Regions from separate parts of the Mus musculus genome. Here all the other regions are linked to region 4. The links are chromatin contacts, called in public Hi-C, HiChIP or PLAC-seq and promoter capture Hi-C maps. All regions are on one chromosome and are shown on one strand. Each heading gives the region's core, a stretch centred on a gene start, on an enhancer-like site or on the middle of the called end of the contact. The rest is flanking DNA. Distances are from core to core; before and after follow the strand shown. Region 1 holds the start of Uqcrc2 (ubiquinol cytochrome c reductase core protein 2). Region 2 holds the start of Mettl9 (methyltransferase like 9). Region 3 holds the start of Lcmt1 (leucine carboxyl methyltransferase 1). Region 4 holds the start of Plk1 (polo like kinase 1). Region 5 holds the start of Slc5a11 (solute carrier family 5 (sodium/glucose cotransporter), member 11). Region 6 holds the start of Zkscan2 (zinc finger with KRAB and SCAN domains 2). Region 7 overlaps Arhgap17 (Rho GTPase activating protein 17).

Region 1 (2,922 bases), core at 314-2,813, 1.5 Mb after region 4:
CAAATACACTTTCATGATGCTAAGATCCACTAAACATGTTGTCAAGTGTACCTGTAAAGTTCTATAATGCTCCTACTCGGCACTGCCCAGACTGCTGTATGCTGAACACTCAGTCAGTGCTGGGCTAATCTGGCTGCTGGTTTTCACCTGTTCATGGAATTACTACTTTATCCCTTCAGTCCTGCTTGTAAATTATGAATATAATTAACTGTGTCATTTTCATTTTAGTTTGCTGGATAAGGTATATGCAGCCACTTGTGATTTTTAGCTGTGAATTTTTAGCTGTGCCCAAGATGTAATTCCTGTAACATCCAAGTGTAACAGTCCACATATGAATAATCCACACTTCCACTTCTGTGCTTTTGGGTAGTGAAGTTTAAAATCTCCTGCTTCTTTTGGGTTCCTTTCAGGAAAGACTTAGATACAATTTCTACTTTGTTTTAATAACACATGGAAAGTCCTGCTCTCTAAGGACTGCTAGCAATTGGTCTGTCTAGGCACAAGGAATACAACTGCAGCCTAAATTTGTACAACACATATATGTAAGTATAAAGCACAAGGAAACACTATGCCCAGGCCTGGTGTATCACTGTCTAGTCGTCTCTCAACACAGACACTCCTGGCATTTCCGCGTTGTAACTGTGCTGTAGGGGCTGCTGTTGTATGGTTGGATGTCTAGCTGCACCGCTGACCTCTAGATGCTAGAAGCACTCTCTCAACAGGTGGTTACGAATAAAAAGCTCCGCATGTGACCGGCTAGTAGGGGCAAATTAGCCCTTGTTGAAGTTTAAATGCTCCCATTCTCATCTCTTGAAAACCACGATTCCAGCGTGATAACGTGCTGACACACATGAGGTACTCCTCTCCTCACCGCAAGTGACAACTACATATTTTAGGGCTAGTCTTGAAGAAAGATCAAGAGCCCCTCCTGGAGGAAGCCTTTAAATGGGACCCCGAGAAAACGAGCATCTTAAGGAATGCGGGGACTGAGTACTGACAGGAACGAAGGTGCCGGCACTGAGATAAGCAGCGCACCGCGTTTGTGAATTTAATAAACTCGCACGCATTGGGGAAACCGACGCCTCGGGATCAACCCAGGGGCAGAGGTCGTAGGTAGGGGAAGCAGGCGGCCCGGGTGGCGTTGGCCTACACCCTACCTGCTTCTCGAGTGACCTTCAGGAATCTCCCGAGAGCCGCTTCTCCGCCACTCTCCAGGCCACCCTCCTCTTCCGCTTTCCCCGCGTTAGCTCTCGGCTGCTCACAGGACCCGCCGAGCCTCCCAGGCCTCGGCTCGCTGGCAGCCCCCTTCTCCGCGGGGTTTACCTGAAGGGCAGACCCAGGCCTGAGGCCAAGGCCGCACACTCCGCACCCAGCTCCTGAGTGGCCGACAAGCGTCCCCAGCCCTGCCCCACGCACGTCCCATGCTCACCGAGAAGGACCCGGCCCTGCTGAGGAGCTTCATGGCTCTAGCAGTTGCCCTTTCCCACGGTCACCGCTGCAGACAGCAAAGCAAGATGGGGTCGGAGGACCGAGTTTCCCGGTGTGCACTGCGAGCTTGCCCACGCCCCCTTGTACCGGCGGCCCTCTACGCATGCAGTGCTCTACTGCTCCGGTAGGCGGGACGAGCCCAGCTCCTGGGGAGAGGCTAGAGGTCTCCCGGACTAGATTGCAGCTTTTGTAGGTTATCCTTTCTGAGTTCTTTTTCTGCAAAAGACATGCAGCCTGTAATCCCAGCTGCGTCTGCAGCCGTCACAGTCACCCCAGCCGTCTTGGGCCTGCCCGTGAGTCCTCGCAAGTCCGGGAGTCGTCGGCACTCCCTGTTCCTCGGAGGTCGTCCCTCGCCACTTTTACTGTAGTCTTCCCGGTACCGCGAACTTGGTGACCGAGTTCACAGAAACTGGCAGGACGAATGTCTCGTCGAACAGATCGACACACTTGTAGGTCTCCTTGCCGCAAGGAGATCGTCACCAGCAAGGACTCAATCTCGTGAAATTTTCTCGCGCAAATTTGCGCGTGTGTGTATAATCAGGGACTTAATATAGTCTTCTATTGTACTTAAAAATGTTTAACTGTTGGTGATACAGACATATGGCACAAATCATTCGTGTGTTACACTATGATTGAGACTAATTCGGGAACCACTGCTTTCATGAAGCCGCATAGCTGCTTAAAAATGTTTTTGGTTACTTTTATTTTTTTTACAGTCCAGTCGTTGCCAGATTCCCGGTCCGCCCCTCCCACAGTTCCTCATCCCATTCCTCCTACCCCTTCTCTAAGAGGATGCCCCCGCCAGGCCTCAGTACTCCCTGGGGCCTCGTTTCTCAAGTTAGGTGCCTCTTCTCCCACTGAGGCCAGACCAGGTAGTCCTCTGCTGTATATATGTTGGGACCTCGGACTAGCTCATGTATGCTGCCTGGTTGGTGGCTCTGTGTCTGAGAGAACTCAGGGGTTCAGGTTAATTGAGACTGTTGTTGGTCTTGCTATGGGGTTGCCCTCCTCCTCCTCAGCTTCTTCCAGTCTTTCCCCTAATTCAACCGCAGGGGTCTCCGACTTCAGTCTAATGGTTGGGTGTAACTATCTGCTTCTGTCTCAGTCAGCTGCTTGTTGGGCCTCTCTGAGGGTAGTGTCAGTCCTTGGAGCCTCCCCTTGAGCTGGATCCAAATTTGGGCCTGCCACTGAACCTCTTTTCCTTCAGTCTGTTCTCCATTTTTGTCCCTGCAGTTCTTTTAGACAGGGACGATCTGGGTCAGAGTTTTTGATTGTGGGATGGCAACCCCATCCCTCCACTTGATGTCCTGCTTTTCTACTGGAGGTGGACTCTATAAGTTCCCTTTCCCCACTGTTGGGCATTTCATTTAAGGTCCCTCCCTTTGAGTTCTGAGAGTCTTTCACTTCCCAGGTCTCTGAGGGTCCCCCCATCTG
Region 2 (2,966 bases), core at 166-2,665, 1.1 Mb after region 4:
TTGTCTAAATTCAAAGGCTTCTCTTCTGTGACTGCAAGGTTAACCACAAACTACTTACGGTCAAATGCAAACTACCTCCCTCTTAATTCAACAGCTGACCCATGCATGTTTCTTTAAGTGGTACAAATAGCTAATGAAAAGACCATCCAACCCCATCCAACCGGTAGAACCCCCACGGCTCACAATCCATTCATTAGCTACAAGAATTCACTGCTGAACAGTTCAGATTTTTTAAACCTCTCCGTTTAAAGCTTGCATCATCTTCCTCCTCATCCCAACCTCTCTGGTCAGCTCACTAAACCCAAGTTGAAAGGACACGTCTCATAGGCAGAGGGGGAGGAGAGTTCCTAGGCTGGGAGCCCAGACCTGTCAAACACATTTTTTTAAGTGCTTCGGGGAAATGTCAGCCGAAATGTTCACGAGGCCCAGTTTAATGTCTTTAGAACCCTTTGTATATCCAGAGATTCGGCCAGACAAAAAGAGACCGGCTTTCGGTTTTGTCCCTCGGGGGGGTAGAGGAAGGCTGGCTGGGTGAGAGCTGGGGCAGTTTTCTGCTCAGGCCCCAGTGCCAGTTGGGTGGCCCTACCCAAAGTTGCTCGGGTCCTGAGGGCGGACGCGGACGCCGCCGCCGGCCTGGGAACAATGCGGGGCTTCGGGGCGCCCACGCTGGGGCCCGGGGAGCCAGGCAGCAAAGGCTGTCCCCCGCCCGCGCCGCCGAACAAAAGGCGCCGTGGGGCCAGCGCCCGGGCCGGGAAAAGTTTGTGAGAGGCCGGGGCCGAGGCCCGAGCGCGCCGCCCCGCACAATGGCCCGGCCGAGCGCGGGAAGGCCGAGCGCCCCGCCGCGCCGCGCCACGCCCCCGCTCCGCAGGGCTGCGGCCCAGTACCTGGTGCGTGTCCTTCCCGCCGCCCGCGGCCGCCGCTGGCCCGCCGGGGCCGCTAGTCATGTTCACGTACAGGGAGCGGGAGAGCGGGCTCCGCAGCGTCCACATCCTCCGCGCCAGCCACACGGACGCCAGGCTCAGGCACAGCCAGCCCGCCAACAGTCTCATCGGGGGGCCGCGGCCGCCAGCTCGGATCACCGCCGGGCCCAAGCCCAGGAGGAGGAGGAGGAGGAGCCGCCGCCTCCGGCCACCGTCGTCGCCGCCGGAGCTCGAGCCATCGCCGCCAAGTCGCCCGTGCAGCCCCCTTCGGGGCCGAGGCAGAGGGAGGGGGAGATGGCGCGGGAGGGGGGGCGGGGGAGGAGCGGCAGGCGCGCGGCCTTCTCACGTCCCCCGCGGCCCTTCCCAGCCCGGAACGCCAACGACTCCAGGTCGTGTTTCCACCCGGTGCACGTACAAACGCAGGAGGGGCGTCCTCCCTGCCCAATGAGCGGAGACCGGGAGGCCCGGGAGTTGGGAGAGAGGGCGTGCACGTCCTCCGTGGCGCCGCCTGGACTCATAATGGCGGAAGATCCGGGGGAGACTTCCTAAAGGGGCTACTAGAGTCTGGCCCCTCCGAGGAGGGGTCTGCAGGACTTCCGGGCTTGTCTTGCCTTAGTAACTACCCTGTGGGCCCCTCGATTACACCTTTGACCTAATTGTTCCCATTGACACAGACCCAGGTTTATTCGATAGACCCGCGCTGCCCTTCTTGCTACAGTCTTGACCGTCTATTTAATAATTTCCATCTGGGGTCAGCGAACCTGACTCCCAACTCCAAAAGCCACCCGATAGCTGCAAAGCAGAGAATCGAGGGGGAAAGAATCCCACCGCCACTCCCAGTCCCGGTGTTCCCAAGCCTGAGAAGCGGCTGTCACAGGTCTAGTGAAGCCCTCATGAGTGAAAGCTCTGCCTTTGTTGGAAACTGTTGCTCCTGGAGCACTCAACGAAATGTGATGGAAAATAGCATCTGCTGGACAACGAAGGCCACAAGTTAGTCCTGGCTGCCATGTTTCCTTGCAAGTTAGTCCTGGCTGCCATGTTTTCTCAAGCTGATAGAAGTTGGACCAGACATTCTTAAAATGTGCTCGGTCTGGGGAGATTTAGCCAGATATTTCTTAGATCATTTATAGCAGGAAGAAGCCCAATGTTTCTAAAATGAGGGTCATGAGATGTCGTTGTGTCTCAACTGTTGCTACTAAGCTACAGCATATTTCCTAGCCCAGCTACTCACACCTTCCTAGGTTTGTTAGAATATGCTTTTCATTTGACAGCGACAGATTCTGTACATTAATTTTAAATTAATTATAAAACAAATTTATCTTTACGTTAATTTCATCACACTACACTGAAGAGATTTCCGTTTATGAAATAATGACCCCTGGATGAGAAATGGCATTCCTTATCACAAACTCCTTAGGTGTTAAAGTATCTATTTACCATCTTTCGTTAATAAGAATATTTTGTTACCTAATGTGCATAGAATATAACAAAATACTTTGTCTTCTCTCATTCTGGTATATTCCCTGACATCTCTCCAAGTTGGGTGTTAAACCCAAGACTATACCTTACTAAATTGAGCTCAACTTTCTAGAAGTACTGGTCCAACATACTTAAAAGAAGCTATAATAGTGAATGTAAATGACTGTATTATGTCCCCTCTTTGAGTTCCAATAAAGCTCTTCTGTATCAAACCAGAGTCTTCACCTTTTTAAGTAAAGAGGAGATACAACAAGAGTGCATAAACGGGCATATTTCATTTCTAAAGACAAAGGATACAGAAAACTGTGTCCTAAGATTAAGCTTGCTTAACCACAGCTCCAAGACTTCAATCCTAAATGTATCCTCTAAACAAGAAGCAAAGATACATCTGATAGGATCTGAAGAATTTGGGGTGAACTTGACAGCTAAGACACCTACCAAATTTTGCTTTATGCCTGAGCAGCTCACCTAAAAAAATAAATTACCCTCACATTCAAACTACTCTATAATCACAAACTACTTGTGTAAGTGTGATTTACATTTAGGAAGCACAGGAAGAAAGCAAAG
Region 3 (3,216 bases), core at 313-2,812, 1.2 Mb before region 4:
TTTTTGTACAAGCCTGAGGACTGAGTTGGATCCCCAGCACAATAAAAAAGAAGGGCATGGCTTTTCACGCACCTGCAACCCGTGATGGGGGCTGGGGGCAGGAAGACTGCTGAGGTCTCTAAGGTTTGCTCCTTACCTAACCAGTCTGGCTGAAAAGGTGAGAGATCTTATCTCAAGGGAACAAGGCAGAACGATAGAGCAGGATACCCAACATCCTCCTCTAGGATGCACAGGTAGTCACCCACACATGCATGCCCCCAACACACACACACATACACATTAGGAACTTGCCCAAGTTTATATAGCTTAGGCAGTCTGGCTCCAGGACTGATGCTTTAAATCCCATTGCTTAGTTTCTAAGACCCTACAAAGAGTGCAACACTTCATTCCAAAACTTGTATTCCCCACACTATAACACCTCTCTGGCCCCCAGCCCACGCCTCTCTCCAGGGCATTGTCCTAATTGTTCCAAAGCCCACACTCGTCCCTAGTTCTGAACATTGTCCTACTTCCCTGTCTCAGGCTTTTTCTTGCCAGTTTAAACATCCCTGGATAAATTTCAAACTCTAAAGACATCTCCAAGAGCCCAACACTAAAGTATGAGTTTACTGCTCCTCCCAACGAGGCTGTGAGTCTAGTATGTCAACACCATGTCTGTTTTGCTCCTTTAAGTATTTGCAATCACTGAAAGCAAACCCTACCAATTAGCTCAAAGTAAGGCACAGTGTACTGTCTCAATAGCTTTGTTGCAGGAATGAAGGACATGCAAGCTTTATGTTTTCTTGTGCACTGACAAGACCCACCACCACCACCTACTACAACTCCATAAATACTGTGACCTATGTATAGTGCTGATTCTACAAACACTGCGGGTGCTGGGACCTGCAATCTACCCCTCCCTCATAGACTTGAGCTTCAGCTGCACAATGGGGAATAATGACCAATTTCAACAGGATTGTAACCTACCAAGCAAAGTTCCTTTTCTAACCCAGCAAAGCTGTAGTTATTACTTGCAACACACCCTGTCTTTCCTGAAGGCTAAGATCTTGCAAGCTTTGTTCAGAGCCTTACTCCCAGTCGTGGTACCCCGGGTTCACACACACTCGTTAATTGTGACTTAAATGAACCTCTCCCTGCTCCGTGCACTTCCCAGGTGTGAAGCCAGGGCCGCTCCAGATGAGTGCGACAGCCCCTTCCCAGTGTCCTAGCGTATGCCTTGGTCAGTGGCCCTCTAGCCACCTAGGCTCGGGACACCAGCTCCCATCCCAAACCCAGCGCCCCCAGGCACCTCTTGCAGAGAGAAGCATCTTCGCAGGTGCCGCGCACTCCCTCGTCGTCCAAGTCACAGCTCGACGAGCAGGAAGAGAACGAGGACTCCCTCGAGCTGGAGGCCATGTGCGTGGGATGTTCTGGGGTGCGGCACCCACCAGGGACATGGAAACGGGGAAACGAGCAGTGGGGGAAAGAGGCAAGAAACAGGCACCGACTAAAGCTGCAAAGATAAGGCGCGATAGGCGGGCGCTGCTCAGTGACGCCGCCCCCGCACCGCCCACCCACCTTTCAGCTGACTGGCTCCCGGGACATGACGTTTGTCGGACCAAGTTCCTCGTCCAGTCAGACCATTGGAGGATTCTTTAGGCTCCGCCCGCACAACCCGGAAGTTTCTAGAGAGCCCGGACATGCTGGTGGCGCCGCAATCCTTTTTGGGAAATGTAGTCTTAGTGGCTTCTTGTCGCTCAGTAACTTACAAACACAGTCAATTCAGGGCTGAAGGGCAGAGAGTCCACCCAAAAGAAGCAAGTTTAATGTATTAACTTTCTGTCTCCATTTAGATCATTCAACACTGTAACAAACTTCTAGTCGGGGAGTCAACACTGTGTCAGGTCCTGTGCTAATCAATGCCTTTGAGATGTTAGGAAGTGACTAGGAACATAGCTCAGAGCGCTCGCCTGGGAGTAGGGTTCTCAGAAAGAAAAGGGGGAAAAAGTTGTGAAAGAGAGAGTTGTGAAGAACAAAATGGAAAACTTTGTAACCATGAGAGTAAATTGGGGATGGGGCTACAAAATTTCTTGAACTCTGTTTCAGAATCAACAGATGTAATCAAAATAGTCTGCGGGACTGAGGAACAAGTGAATAGAAATCAAGGTTTAGGTGACATGAATGGGGAAGGTGGGGGAAGAGAAACCAGTGAAAGGACAGAGGGAGGACAGTTTCTCAAATGAGTAAATATGTTTCATAATTGTGCGTGTGCAGTGTACTTTACAGGTATTCCATAATGGATCACTATAAAACTCTAAATAAAATTGAAGGGTTATTTTCTATTTTGTTTGTTGTTTGGGAGAGAGGAAGGGATAAGCTCTAGCTTTAAGAAGTCTAAATCATACCCATAAAAATTCTGTGGCGATAGGGCAGTGATAAACACTTGCCCACCCTTTCCAGGGTTTTTGGATCTGAGCTCAGAAACACACACACACACACACACACACACACACAGAGAGAGAGAGAGAGAGAGAGAGAGAGAGAGAGAGAGAGGAAGAGAGAGAGAGAATGTTTGGGAAGCGAGAGCAATAGGATCCTTTGAGCCTAGTGTTGGAGGTCAGCCTGGATAATATAGCAAGACTATATTTCAAATTAAAAAAAGAAAAACTAGATGAGTTCTCCTATAATGAAGCCTGGCCTTTAACTCACTGTGTAGCCAAAAATGACCTTGAACTTCTAATTCAATGACCTTGAACTTCTGGTGCCTACACGTCTCCAGTGCTGGGATTGTAGGTATGTGTAACCACATGTAATTTGTACACTATTGAGGCTCAAACCCTGAGTTTAGTGCAATCTAGAAAATATTCTACCAACTGAGCTACATACTGACTCAATTCCTTAAAAAAGAAAACAGCAAATCAACCTATATATGTTCATATATTTTGTTTTATTTATTATTCACTGGAGACACAAGTAACCACTGATACTTCAGGGAGAGATGGCGAAAGGAATAACTGGAGTTCTGAAGTGTCGTTGAAGCTAATCTTGAGGGGTTATGATAAATTACCCTGACAAAAGCAACTTAAAGGGCAATATACTTTATTTTGGCTTGCAGTTTATTTTAGTTATTTTTCTATTGTTGTGAAAAGATACCATAACCAAGGCAGCTTATATAAGAAATCATTTAATCAGGGGCTTGCTTACATTTTCAGAGGGCCACTTCATGACTATCATAAT
Region 4 (2,970 bases), core at 54-2,553:
TGACACCAGACACCCGAAGGCCCAGCACCTCACCTATTTTCACCTCCAGATCCTCGTTCAGGAAGAGGTTGCCCAGCTTGAGGTCCCTGTGAATGACCTGATTGCGGTGCAGGTACTGGCAGCCCAGGACTATCTGTCGCAGGTAGTAGCGGGCCTCAGGCTCGGTCAGTGCCTTCCTCCTCTTGTGCAGCTCCAGGAGGGACTGAGGAGGGAGAAAGAGGTCACTGAAGTCCAAGAAGAGTGGCTAGCTGGATGTGGCTAGGACTAGACGCTCGGAGTGGAGAGTCTTAGCAGGTTTCTGATAGTTCTACCCATACACTGGTTGGTCACTATCATTCACCAGACCCTCTCCTGAGTCTTCTCTCAACCCCACTCTCGACTCCCCTACCCAGGGCTTCCTCCTGGCAGGAGATTCCCTCCCTTTCCTGAAAGCTCTAAAATCTGACTCCAAACAGCCGCCCCCTCCCCCGACCCTGCCCCACTCCGGAAGTTAGAGGTGCGTGGCACACCAAGCCTGGGACCCTTCCTTAGCCACTTTATGAATCCATTTCCTGTACCGACTCGCTGCCTTGCGTCTGGGAGCTCCATCCCTAATAGCAACAGGATCTGGTCTCGGTTTCCCCAGAACCCCGGCCTCAGCAGTTCGGAGTGCCAAGTACCCTCGCTAGAAGCCTTTCCATAAAAGTTTGAAACCCAACCACTCCTCTAGGTCACTCCAAAACCTCGGTGCCCCTTTGTCAGCAAGTTCCAGGTGTGGGAGCCCCAGCACTGCGACTGAAACACTCACCCTCCTGCGACAGAGCTCCAAAACTACAAATACAAAGTCGCTGTCCTCAAAAAAGTCATGGAAGCCTACGACGTGTTGGTGTGCTAGGCTGCGGTGAATTGAGATCTCCATAGACATCTTCTCCTTCTGGTGGGGCTTGAGCAGCAAAGACTTAGGCACGATCTTGCCTGCGAACACCTCTTTTGTGTCTGCGTCTGAGATCTCGAAGCATTTGGCGAAGCCTCCTTTACCCAGAAAGCGCCCCCGTACATACTGCCGCCGGCTGCGTGGGTCCACTAGGACCTCCGGAATTTCTTTCGCCAGCGGGGCGGCCACTGGGGCACCGGGAACTGCATCTCCCGGAACCCCACCTTTCCCGAGGTCGGCTGGTGCTCGAGCCAGCTTTCCAGCTTTGGCCGCTGCATTCATGATGCCGAAGTTGCTCCACGAACCTGGCTGAGTCGGTGCAGAGGGTCCTGCTCTGCTCCGCTCCTCCCCGAATTCAAACGCGGCGCTGGGAACGTTACAAGGGCCTGCGCGTTGCTGATTGGCCGCGGGGATTTAAAATACAAACCCGCCCAGCGCGCGGCACCATGGGAGTGCTCTACGGCGCAGCCGCCTTTAAACTCCGATCTTGCCGGCGAAATTTTTAATGGGCAGGGACTGGAGGACTGCGTTTGCTCAGGATTGCCTGGGAAACCAGGAACGAAGCAACTACGTGAAGATCCCTAGAAGAACAGGATTCTGTCCTGCTTTCTGCTCCTCGGCTGGGGCGTGCTCATGTGGTTCACCTGCGCCTCCTCCAGGGGCTTCTCCTAACTGTTAAGATCTAACACCTTCCTCCACCGGACCCGGCCTTCTAGAACTGAAACTCCAGGCCAACCGGTAGCTTGAGAGTGCACCGCCTCCGCGGTGGACAGCCCTCTCCCCGGCTAGCCTAAATAAACCCAAAACTGAGCAAGCTCAGCAGGCAGATGCACCTTCACGGCGCAACGGACCGATCTCCTCTGTGGCACTAGGGGCTCCCAGCCCCTGAGAAGTAACTCAACCCTTCTCTTGAACAACGCAGGAGGCCAGCAGCATCTGCAGCACCTGGAATTCCCTAAGAAGGCAAAGGAGGGGCGTGGGTTCAGGATTACAAGTTAGCCGAGATCAGCCTCAGCTACCGCTCCACTAACCCCAAAGGAAAGAAACTTCCCAGGCATGACCTGCCGGTCAAACAAGACCTTCAGATGATTCCTATGCCCTGTGATATGTAAGAAACACCGGACGTCTGCCCCGCGATGCAAGGTTACCTGGGTTGTTCCAAGTTGTGTGGCCCAGAGCCCCAAATAGAAAAAATTAATTTTTTAGTCAGAGGTGGGGGGGTAGCTGGTTAGAAGAGTGCTAGCATGCCGGTATACCAAGGCCAAGTCTGCCCTGCCGAAGTGTCCGTTCAGCCTTCACTTAGGAAAAAAAAAAAATGAGCCGGGGCGTAATGGCACACACCTTTAATCCCAGCACTGGGGAGGCAGGCGGATTTCTGAGTTCAAGGCCAGCCTGGTCTACAAAGTGAGTTCCAGGACAGCCAGAGCTATACAGAGAAACCCTGTCTCGAAAAAAAAAAAAAAATGGATTTACAACATGTAAAAAGAGTGGCCACACAGAGCAGGCGTGTGGCTTTTCATAGAAAAAAACGGCCAGCTCTGGTCACTGTTCCCAGACACCCTCTTTGCCCCCCTGCCTATCTGGGCACTTAAGTGATACCTTCCGTTAGAAGCTGTTGTTGCTCTAGTTCCCCCAGGAGGGTCTTAGCAAGATCCAATTGCTGGATTGAGCAAAAAATGGCAGTGCTGCTGTCTTTCCCAGTCTCTGGGTAACGATTGTACTTTCTGAATAAGGCAGAGCTTTGTCTCCAAAAACTTAAGCTTGCCAGGAGTGGGCATGCACCCTCAATCCCAGTGCTGGGGAAAACAGGCAGGCAGGCCTCTGAATTCTAGGCTAGACGCGCACACACATGCGCACACGCTTCTGCGTGTCAGAGAACATGCAGGAGAGTCAGTTTTGCAGGAGAGTCAGTTTTCTCCTTCTACCATGCAGGTTAGGTATATGGGTCTCAGGGACTACACTCACGTCATCCAGCCATGTGGCAACAGCCTTTTTATGCTCTGTGCTACTGCAGCTTCTGGGTTCATATGTTTGCTGATAGCTCATATTATCCAACT
Region 5 (3,274 bases), core at 44-2,543, 1.1 Mb before region 4:
AGAACCAAAGATGTCATAGCATGCAAGCATCTATCAAATAATTGACCATGTCTTTCTCAGTTCCCCACATCTATTCACCTGCAGTTCTATTTTCCTCTACTTCCAAAACATGCCTTGAACCTGTCCGTGTTCCTTAAGTCACCTTCATCCTAACAAACCACCTTCACTTATGTCCAGCCCAGATCAAGGAGCTACTCTCTTCCTGCCTGCTGCCTCCTTAGATTCCTCCTTAGATTTCTCCCTGTTATGGAAGCCAGAGAAGAATCTGAACACAAAACAATTCACTTGCTTGTTTCCATCCATTCTTTGAAAGCTTGCTTACGAGCTCAGGGTCCTTGGCTTCCATTCCCTGTCCCACCTATAGATCCCATCTGCCCTCTCCGGGCCTCATTCTAAGTCAGGACCCTTTCATATCAAATGGCATTTTGCTCACAGTATAATGAAACCTAGCACATGGTTGGTAGAACTCTCCCGTACTTCCTTGTCTCACAGTAATGTGAGCAGAAGGAAGGCAGAGGTAACTAGCCCGTCTTATCTTGTGCCCCCAAAGCAGACACTCCATAAACACCAATCTTCCAAACAAATATCCCAGAAGGGCAGCCCTTGTCAAATGCAGAGTTCCAGAATCAGCTATCAACCATCCTTTCAGACCATCAGCTTTGCCCTGTTCACTTGTGTCACCTTGAACAAGTTGTTCAGTGGCCTTAAGGGACATCTGTTTAACCACCCTCCCTAGCAGCTGTGCAGTTGGAAGAGATCCAGCCCCTTAGGTGGGCTGTGCAGGTAGGGCATGCCTTTGCCTTGCTAATTAACAGCAGCAGGATAGCCTTCCAGATTCCTGGGACCTGCGATGCTTTCCCCTTCCTTATCGCTGCAGACTCCTCTGCCACACCTGAGGGCTGGGCCAGGCTGACCTCCAAATTCTCATCTGACAAAGAAAGAACATGAAGCTTTTGTGCCTCAGTGTTCCTGAGTAGAAGAGCTGAGACCCCTGGCCTATGCTGTCAGCTGCTGACACCACCCCAAACCACACTCTGTAGGCCAGGAGCAAACGAAACTTCTCAGATGAGAGCTAGGCCAGAGTGGTTATCCAGTCCTCGGACCCAAGGAGCTTCCCAGTTTAGACAGTGGGTGTCTCAGGGAGGAAGGAGGGAATCTTACCTTCTTCAGGATGCAGGCTCTACTGCCCTAGGGTCTCGGGGACTTCAGAGGCCGAAGGCAGTGGCTGTGCAAAGGGAGACCCCTGGGATGTCCTGTCCTTTGCAGCAGGGAGCAGCAGAGGACAGCAGAGACCCTGCCTTCTTGCCTGCTGCTGAGAAAGGTTCCACAAAGGTCAAACTCCAAACTCTAGCCTCAGCTGCAGCAGCAGTTTAAAGGAAGCCTGGATGATCTCTCCAGAACCCTTGAACTCTGAGCAGGCCCCGTGAGGAAAGGGGCCTGCCCTGCCCTCATTGGGCCTTGGCCAGTGCCCTTACCTGGCAGGGGGCCCATGGCCTGGAGAGGCAGGGGAGACTGGAGCCTGGGTCCTGGGCTGCCTCGCTCACTCACTCTCCCTCCCGCCCGCCTCCCCTCCACTCTGGGAGCAGGCAGCCTTAAGACAGCTGGAGGAGCAGGGGGAGAAGGGGGTGCAGGAGATAAAAGGGACACGCCCAGAAGAGCAGCAGCCCCAGTGCAGCAGCAGCTGTGTTTAGTCTCAGACCAAGGCAGGACAGACACACAGCATCCAGACTAACTGTCAGGAGGAAACAAGCCCTGGACAGAGCTCCCACAGCTCAGGGCTCCAGGGCAGGCAGGGGAAGAGCTGTGAGGCTTCCAGCTGCTCAGGGCTGCAAACAGTTTCATTTCATTCCTAGCATTTGCAGGCTGCTACGCTGAAGTCACTGTCAGTGTTACTGGGTGAAAAATCACTTAGGAGACACCTGAGAATGTGTCTGTCAGGGTGTTTCCAGAGAGGTTTATCCAGGGGAATCTACCCTCAATGTGGGCAGCAGCATCCTATGGGATGGGTTAAAAGGAAAACAAAAGAGGAGGACTGTGCAAGCCCAAGAACCTGAGTTTGGATCCCCGGTACCATGTGATGTCTGTAACCCCAGCACTAGGGGCTTGGGGCCAGGAGGATGGCATGCTCACTGACCAGCCCATCTACCAATCAGTACACTTCAATTTCAGTGACTGTCTCAAAAATGAGGAGGCAGAGGGGTGTAGAGGCACATGTCTTAATCCCAGCATTCCAGTGGCAGGGGCAGAGAGGCAGAGAGGCAGAGAGAGAGGCAGTGAGGCAGAGAGGCAGAGAGGCAGAGAGGCAGAGAGGCAGAGAGGCAGAGAGGCAGAGAGGCAGAGGCAGAGAGGCAAAGGCAGAGGCAGAGAGGCAGAGGCAGAGGCAGAGGCAGAGAGGCAGAGAGGCAGAGAGAGAGGCAGAGAGGCAGAGAGGCAGAGAGAGAGGCAGAGAGGCAGAGAGAGAGGCAGAGAGGCAGAGAGGCAGAGAGGCAAAGGCAGAGGCAGAGAGGCAGAGGCAGAGGCAGAGGCAGAGGCAGAGGCAGAGGCAGAGGCAGAGGCAGAGGCAGAGGCAGAGGCAGGCAGAGAGCTCTGTGAGTTTGAGGCCTGCCTGGTCTACATAGTGAGTTCTAGTACAGCCAGAGCTAAAGTAACATTCCATCTTGAAAATAATATCATCATTATCATTACCATCATCATCATGTAGTAAATGATAAAGGAAGGCTCCTCAATTCACCTCTGGTCTCCACATATGTAAATGGTTGAGTGCACCCACACACATTGCACAACACACACACACACACACACACACACACACACACACACACACATAAAGAGTGAGCTGAGCACATTCATCCCTCCCTGCCTTGGTGCCTCATGCTGCTGCTGCTTTCTGTACCTACTTCGTCACCACAGCCTAACTCGATTTAGTTTGAGACTCCACTCTGAATTTCCCACCTTTCTAGAATAAAATAAAGATCGGGCCATAGACTCTGCAATGGTCCCAAGGTCAGAGCCTGCCAGAGAGAAGGATTTCCAGAAGGAGAAGGAGAAGGAGAAGGAGAAGGAGAAGGAGAAGGAGAAGGAGAAGAAAGAAGGAAGAAGAAGAAGAAGAAGAAGAAGAAGAAGGAGGAGGAGGAGGAGGAGGAGGAGGAGGAGGAGGAGGAGGAGGAAGAAGAAGAAGAAGAAGAAGAAGAAGAAGAAGAAGAAGAAGAAGAAGAAGAAGAAGAAGAAGAAAGAAGAAGAAGAAGAAGAAGAAGAAGAAGAAGAAGAAGAAGAA
Region 6 (3,138 bases), core at 223-2,722, 1.3 Mb before region 4:
AAAACTTGCTTTGTAGTGAAGAACAACCCTGAACTCTTGATCCTGCTGCCTCCACCACCTCCAAAGTTCTAGGATTACAAGCATGTGCCATCACACCCAGCTCCTTCTTATCTTATACTCTCCTTCACACAGTTCATGGTAAATCTCCCTAAGTCCAACAAGCCTTCAAGTTTGTGACCTTGAGCTGCTGAGATGTGCACCTGGCTTAATACCAACAAGAGGGCCATGTACATAAAAGACCCTATTCTCATCCCATGACTCCCCATCACCTTTAGCGCTTGCACCACCCTTACTGAGGTCTCAGCGCCCTAAACTCTAAAATAGAGACAACCTCATCCTCTCTATGGGATTCTTGTGAAGGCCAGTCTTTGCTCAATCCCCACTAGAGGTCTGTCTTTTGGATCTCATCCTTAGTACTACTTCTTCCAAGAAATTCACCCAGACCTCTTACCTAAACCAAATCTTGAATGTGTTTCTCTTCTTGGAAGGATTCACCCCAGGTATACAGAACTTTATTTGTAACTACTAATGATAGGAGATCTTGTTTTGCTTATCACCTACCACCATGTCTGGTAAGAAACCAGTACTCAATAATACTATCTTTAAATGCAATTAAAACAGGCTGTGTATTGGCTCCATCTCTCCCGTGGCAGATACTAACTAGATGCACCCGCGGATTATTCCGTTCTGACCTTCCTTCAGTTTATGCCGTGCCATTTATCCTTATGGTATTCTCTATGCCGCTTCGATGCTAGAACTAGCCAAATCATGGCAAAACCTTTGAGAAATAAGTCATTGGTCTGTTTTCTAATAAGCTACCTGCCTCTGAGAATAAGAGTTGTGCTGCCCACTAACGATGCCAAGAGCCTAAAACATTGTCACAAAGTAGGCACTTACAGGACAGACATTTATGAGCCAGCAGGCTCTGAGACATCTAGCTATGAAGTTTTGCAGCAGTAGGGGAATCTAGGCCCGGTCCTATTAGGTCCCAGATAGCCCGTTGGCTACTCAGACCTCAGAGCCTTGGGTAATTAAGAGATTCCCCAAAATGAAAATAAGCCTTCTCCTGACCATACATTTGAACAGAGCTAGCCACACATCCTTCCTCAGGAGTCCTGGCTCCAACCAAGGCTCCCAGACAGTAGCAATCCATGCACAGCCAGATGCTGACTGTAATCCCTCCGCCAGTTGTCACAAAGAAGTCCCTCCACCCGCAACCCCAACACACACGCGCGCACCCCTTCCACTAAAGAAATTACTCCAGCCTCCCGCAACGTCTGCCTGGCCTGAGGCAGGACGCTAGCTCGCGTCCTGCTTCACAATCTCTGGAGGAATAGGATCAGACCTCAGCGTGTCCCTCCGCCCAGAATTTCCCTTCACCCTCATTCCTAAAGTCCCTCGGCGGCAAGTCGCGGTGCTGCGCGCTCTCGCGAGATTCCTCCACGCATGCCTTCCCGCCCCCCTCCTTGCCCGCGAGGAAGCCTCGCACGGACCCCGGTCGCGAGCGGCGCATGCGTGGCCGCGGCTCCCAGCGCCCCCCGCGCTCTGCGCTGGCGGAGCTGACAGGGCAGCGCGCCAGCCGTTCGCCGCCCCCCGCGAGGCCTAGCCTCATCCCGCAGCTTCTTCCCCTCTGGCCGAGGTTCTCGGCATCCTCGTGCGGAGGAACCCCGAGCGCTGCAGGCGCCGCTGCGAGTCCGGACATTCCTGCGCTCGCGCCCCTGGTGGGCACCTGCAGCGGCCTGGACCTGGACCAGGACCCCAGGGCTGGCCGCGCCTCGCGGACACACCCCCTCCCGATCGGCGCCTCCGCCCAGCATCAGTCCCCTGGGTCCCCTTCCAGCCTAGCTTCTAACCTAAGGTCTTTCCGACCTTGCACCTTAAAGAACCTCATGGGAGGGGGCGCATCTTGATTGGATAAGAGGCCGGGTTTGCAGACTTTGGGGTGGGTGCACATTCACCCTTTCAAGAGCCTTGTACAAATTTGATTAATCAGCCTGGAGTTCCTTGTCCCAGCTAACTGCTGTCTTTTATGTCTCTACGGTCCCATATTTCCAAGGGCATTAAGTGGAGGGCACTCGGAAGCTTCTCTGGGCCCTGACTTGGAGCTAGACCTGTTGGCCCCATTGGATCATGGCTACTGTCATGAACCCTCAGATCGACGTGGAAGTTGAGGAGTGCCTCATAATGAAAGTGGAAAAGGACTCCGAGTGGGTATCGGAGCCCATTCTGGAAAGATCAGGCAGCACTGAATGTGAGTCCTTCCGTAAATGCTTCAGGCAGTTCTGTTATGAGGATGTGACAGGACCCCATGAAGCTTTCAGTAAACTCTGGGAACTCTGCTGTCGGTGGCTGAAGCCAGAAATGCGTTCCAAGGAACAGATCCTCGAGCAGCTGGTAATCGAACAGTTTCTCACCATTCTGCCTGAGAAGATTCAGACCTGGGCGCAGAAGCAATGTCCAGAAAGCGGAGAGGAGGCGGTGGCCCTAGTAGTGCATTTGGAGAAAGAGACCAGAAGACTTCGAAAGCAGGTGAGCGAGGATTTTAAAGGGATGTGGTGGGAAAGGCAGGTGGGCAGGGCTACATTTCTGGAAGAAGAGCTCATTATAGAAATAAATGGGACTTTTAAAAGATCCGGAAACCAAATTCCCCAAAAAGCAGATTTGAAATTCATACTAAATGGAGGAGAGAATTTTGGTTGAACTATGATCTTGCAAATTAAACTAAAAGTATGGTTTGTTTGTTCTAATCCTCAGTATAATGTTTCTACCAAAACGATAGAGACAGTATTAAATAGCTAATGCCTCACAGGGTTTGGTGGGAGAGGGAGATCTCATGGATCTCCAGAGCCCTCCCTAACCCTTACCATTCCAGCAGGTGTCCTGTGAAATACTCTCTGTGCCGTGCTCCTCCGCGCTCATCCAGTTTAACGGCCAGATCATCATTTTTCTATGTCCCTGCTTGCCGGTCTGTAGTTATTCTCAGCGCCCTCTTGTTAACCGTGTGAAGTCCTCAGTGTCTGACAGGTTTACAGTCTCACCTTGCACAGGGTGTGCTCAGGAGTTGATTTTGTGATTCTTCACTTCACTAGTGTTCTGATTAGTTCTCTGTGCACCTGATATATAAGAGGACTTTGTAGT
Region 7 (3,380 bases), core at 158-2,657, 1.2 Mb before region 4:
AGACACGCCACACATCAGCCCGACCACCCACAGACACGCCACACGTCAGCCTGACCACCCACAGACACGCCACACGTCAGCCTGATCACCCACAGACACGCCACACATCAGCCTGACCACCCACAGACACGCCACACATCAGCCTGACCACCCACAGACACGCCACACGTCAGCCTGATCACCCACAGACACGCCACACGTCAGCCTGACCACCCACAGACACGCCACACGTCAGCCTGACCACCCACAGATACGCCACACGTCAGCCTGACCACCCACAGACACGCCACACGTCAGCCTGATCACCCACAGACACGCCACACATCAGCCTGATCCAGACAGTTCCTCAGCTGAGGCTTTCTCAGGTGATTTCAAGTTGTGGCAAGTTAAAGTTTTAACAGTGACCATCACAAACATACACATGTGCACACACATGCATATGTATGCATGCATGTATACACAAGTGCGAGCATGCACACACACCTGATCGCACGTGCTGACATTTGAATTTCAAGTGCTATAAAACATTATTCCTCTTTTAAAAAAAAAACTATTTAAAAATAATAAAAACTCTCTTCTCTGACTGGCTTTGGCTTGCAGATGTAGTTTGCTGAACCCTTGGATAAACAAGGAGAAGGCTGCAGGATGAAGTATGCTGGGTTTGAATCAGAGTCTCTGCCTCTGATAGGGTGGCCATAGGCAAGTTTCCTTCCACAGCCTTACTTTGCTCATCTGGTAGAAGCTCTTACCTCATGGAGTTGATGTAAGAATTGAGGGAGAGACCAGCTGAGACAGCTCTTCTGTGCCTAAGATACACCGGCTGTCTTAGCTGTGGTGTCTCCGCTCTCAGTAGGGCTCTTACAGGGCTCCTGCAGCCCTGGCAGAACGGTTTGTGATATGGGTGTTGATACCCTGGACCCGTCTTTAGTCATGGTCAAGTAGACTCCACAGGGAGGGGGGCTTGGGAAGCACTGCCTTAGTTTCATGTAGTGGCCTCAGTGTGTTTAAACAGGCAGGGGCACATACAGGTATTTACAAGGTAGGCCTGAGGGCTCTGACCTATGAGGATGCTCCTCAGGTATGTCTGCCTGTCAGACCTGTGTGGATGGCTGTCACATACACATGATTCTATATGTGTGTCAATGTATCACTGGGATCGGGTTCTTCAGCCTTGGCACTGTTCATATTTAGGGCCTGTGGCTGGCAAAAGGATACTTGCTGTCCCTACAGGTGTCCACACGGTAGTTTCCAGAACTTGTGCATGTATGACTTTGTAATGGCAGAGGGGAGCCAAGGCTCCACGTAGATAGAAGGAGCAGTGACACTGGGTTTTCAGGTAGCCATGGAAGGAGGGAGTCACTGAGCGTCCTGATAGGAAGCTGTGACTGGGAAGAAAAGCACAGGGTGTCCATTGCTGCTGTCCTGCACAGTACAGGAAAGGACCAAGGAATGCGGGTGGCTTCCAGGAGCTGGGGAAGGAAGGAAGTGGATTCTCCTCCAACTGTCCGGAAAAGAGCCTGGCAGTGCTGACCCTGAGTTTCTGCCCAGCGAGTGCTGCTTTGAACTTTCGACCTCTAGAATTGCAAGCTAATAATGCATTTGTATCCTCTAAGCCCTCAGTGTGTGGCAGGGTGTTCAGCAGCAGTGGGCGCTAATGCAGCTGGAAACTCAGCCCCTGGTCAGCACTGGTAAGGAGAAAACAGTGTGATGCGGTGAGTGGAGGTCGTCTTGCACTCCCAGCACAGCAAGTCCACACTAGATGTCCCTGGGAGGTTGGGGTGGTGGTAAGGGGACAGTCACCTCTGGTTGGGAATCACTAGTTTAGATTTCGAGTGAAGGATGTGTAAGTTGATAACAGTAGCTTCACCTGCAGTGTGGAGTGACAGGAGCGAGGGATGATTTCCCTCCTCTCTAATCTAGAAGTTAAACGTCTATAGTAATATAGGTGCACTTACTCTTTTGGTTTTCTGATACACGATCTTACTGAGGCCGAGGCTGGCAGTAAACTGATTGTTGTTAGCTGAGGATGACTTTGAACTCCTGACTTCCTGCCTCCCCAGTGAGCACGAGATATAGGCCGACACCACCATGCTCATTTCGTTCCTCCTCATTTTTAAACACATTCATTTTGAAAAGTACTGCCCTAGTTGTGTTAGTGGCCGTGGGTTTTGCTGGGGAAGGCAGTCCTCTGTGCCACAGCCGCTCTTCTGCCTGGTTACATTGGAATTGTTTTACTGCCTCTTTTGAAGTAAAAGTCAGGTTTTGGTGGCACCCGTCCGTCATACAGTGAGGATCTCCCCAGTCCCTGCTGCATGGCAGGTAAATTCTGCACTCGGTGCTCAGGAGGAGGGATGGCTGCTTGCTCTCAGATGCTAGAGTGCCTCAGTCTGGCCAGCAGTGGTCACTGACGGCAGCACACAGCTTACTATGATGGTGTGGATGGACTTCTGGGTCTCTAGTCTGACCAGGAAGCCCTGGGGGTCCCGTGGCAGATGTTCTAGGCACCTGTTTATGTAGTAGTGATCATCTTGGAGACTGCATGGGCATTTTCAACAGTGGCATTTGTTGTGCAGGTGCCACCATGACAGTAGCTTTGCTATAAGTCAGCCCACGAGTCAGTCCATGGGAGGATTGTCAAACCAGCTAGAGCTTTCCCTTTGAGGCTACTGTGCACTACAAAACTCTGCTTTTCTAAGTTGAATGATCCAGTTTGGAAGTACTAGGAGCTGGAGAGATGGATGACTCAGCGGTTAAAAACACTGGCTGTTCTTCCAGAGGTCCTGAGTTCAGCACCCGCATGGTGGCTCACAACCAGTTTGGAAATACTTATGTTTTCTCCTTGCTCAGTAAGTAGGCTGAATGAAAGATAAGCGGATGGCTGAATGTCCCCAGACCTCGTCCAGGGACAGGGAAGCCACAGTGAAGGGAGTGAAGGGAGCCACAGTGCTGCTCTGAGGACTTGAGAGTTCCAGGGAGACATCTTAGGGCTTTAGAAAAACTACAAGAAAAATCCTACCTGGGGAGGTGGTGGGAGGTTGGGGTGGGATAGGGCTAAGCAGATTAGAACACTTGATGAACAAGCTTGAGCTTGGTTTCAATCCCTAGCACCCACGTAAGTATGTAACTCCTGCAACGGGGCACAGAGACCTACAGATTCCTGGAGTTTAACTGCCAGCCACCCCAACCAAAGCAGTGACCTCTAGGTTGAGTAAGAGACCCAATCTCAGAGTGATAGAGGACACCTACCTGACGGCCTTTCTGACTTCCATATATGTATGTGTACGTGTGTGTGCACACATGCCTGCCTCTTTGTCTCTCTCTTCTCTTGCTTCCATATACATATATGTGTGCACAAATGCATATCTCTCTCTGTCTCTCTC

What was found. Promoter capture Hi-C pulls out the DNA fragments that hold promoters and counts their contacts. Hi-C and Micro-C count contacts between places; a contact is called where the count stands out from the background. HiChIP or PLAC-seq counts read pairs in DNA pulled down with a chosen protein or histone mark. Capture Hi-C pulls out chosen DNA fragments and counts their contacts.
Region 1: a contact with region 4 is called in a promoter capture Hi-C map of erythroid cells, with 7 times the contacts expected there. The contact joins the promoter of Uqcrc2 here to the promoter of Plk1 in region 4.
Region 2: a Hi-C map of CD4 T cells shows a contact between it and region 4, with 6 times the contacts expected there. The contact joins the promoter of Mettl9 here to the promoter of Plk1 in region 4. A contact is called at or near these places in 3 of 39 promoter capture datasets (the C10 cell line, liver and pre-B cells) and 1 of 484 Hi-C or Micro-C datasets (CD4 T cells).
Region 3: a contact with region 4 is called in a promoter capture Hi-C map of adipose tissue, with 2.7 times the contacts expected there. The contact joins the promoter of Lcmt1 here to the promoter of Plk1 in region 4. A contact is called at or near these places in 7 of 39 promoter capture datasets (the 3T3-L1 cell line, embryonic stem cells, erythroid cells and 3 more), 1 of 484 Hi-C or Micro-C datasets (pre-megakaryocyte-erythroid progenitors), 3 of 115 datasets of contacts at active chromatin or transcription factors (embryonic midbrain, embryonic stem cells and neural tube) and 2 of 9 other capture datasets (adipose tissue and macrophages).
Region 5: an H3K4me3 HiChIP or PLAC-seq map of embryonic limb bud shows a contact between it and region 4, with 5 times the contacts expected there. The contact joins the promoter of Slc5a11 here to the promoter of Plk1 in region 4. A contact is called at or near these places in 3 of 39 promoter capture datasets (hippocampal neurons and liver) and 2 of 115 datasets of contacts at active chromatin or transcription factors (embryonic limb bud and embryonic stem cells).
Region 6: a contact with region 4 is called in a promoter capture Hi-C map of neural stem cells. The contact joins the promoter of Zkscan2 here to the promoter of Plk1 in region 4. A contact is called at or near these places in 4 of 39 promoter capture datasets (the 3T3-L1 cell line, hippocampal neurons, liver and 1 more) and 1 of 115 datasets of contacts at active chromatin or transcription factors (embryonic stem cells).
Region 7: a contact with region 4 is called in a promoter capture Hi-C map of liver, with 2.8 times the contacts expected there. The contact joins the enhancer-like site here to the promoter of Plk1 in region 4. A contact is called at or near these places in 4 of 39 promoter capture datasets (the C10 cell line, liver, pre-B cells and 1 more) and 2 of 115 datasets of contacts at active chromatin or transcription factors (astrocytes and extraembryonic endoderm stem cells).

Annotation. Positions count from the first base shown.
Region 1 is chr7:120,633,830-120,636,751 of GRCm38.p6, reverse strand. It overlaps Uqcrc2 (ubiquinol cytochrome c reductase core protein 2), which reads right to left and starts at 1,563. Exons shown (of 14, transcript NM_025899.2): 1 at 1,430-1,563. The coding sequence starts at 1,462.
Region 2 is chr7:121,032,894-121,035,859 of GRCm38.p6, reverse strand. It overlaps Mettl9 (methyltransferase like 9), which reads right to left and starts at 1,415. Exons shown (of 5, transcript NM_021554.2): 1 at 885-1,415. The coding sequence starts at 1,049.
Region 3 is chr7:123,376,328-123,379,543 of GRCm38.p6, reverse strand. Lcmt1 (leucine carboxyl methyltransferase 1) reads right to left here and starts at 1,562. Exons shown (of 11, transcript NM_025304.3): 1 at 1,289-1,562. The coding sequence starts at 1,395.
Region 4 is chr7:122,157,768-122,160,737 of GRCm38.p6, reverse strand. It overlaps Plk1 (polo like kinase 1), which reads right to left and starts at 1,303. Exons shown (of 10, transcript NM_011121.4): 1 at 788-1,303; 2 at 34-202. The coding sequence starts at 1,195.
Region 5 is chr7:123,212,885-123,216,158 of GRCm38.p6, reverse strand. It overlaps Slc5a11 (solute carrier family 5 (sodium/glucose cotransporter), member 11), which reads right to left and starts at 1,293. Exons shown (of 17, transcript NM_146198.2): 1 at 1,162-1,293.
Region 6 is chr7:123,498,960-123,502,097 of GRCm38.p6, reverse strand. It overlaps Zkscan2 (zinc finger with KRAB and SCAN domains 2), which reads left to right and starts at 1,472. Exons shown (of 7, transcript NM_001081329.2): 1 at 1,472-2,529. The coding sequence starts at 2,131.
Region 7 is chr7:123,336,713-123,340,092 of GRCm38.p6, reverse strand. The region is part of intron 1 of Arhgap17 (Rho GTPase activating protein 17); the gene reads left to right. Among named protein-coding and RNA genes, the nearest start is that of Arhgap17, 32 kb to the left of the region's middle. Within about 2 kb of position 1,407, at least 22 of the 459 cell types and tissues checked have an H3K27ac peak or open chromatin away from gene starts, as enhancers often do. A contact at or near this core is called in liver, where this site is marked.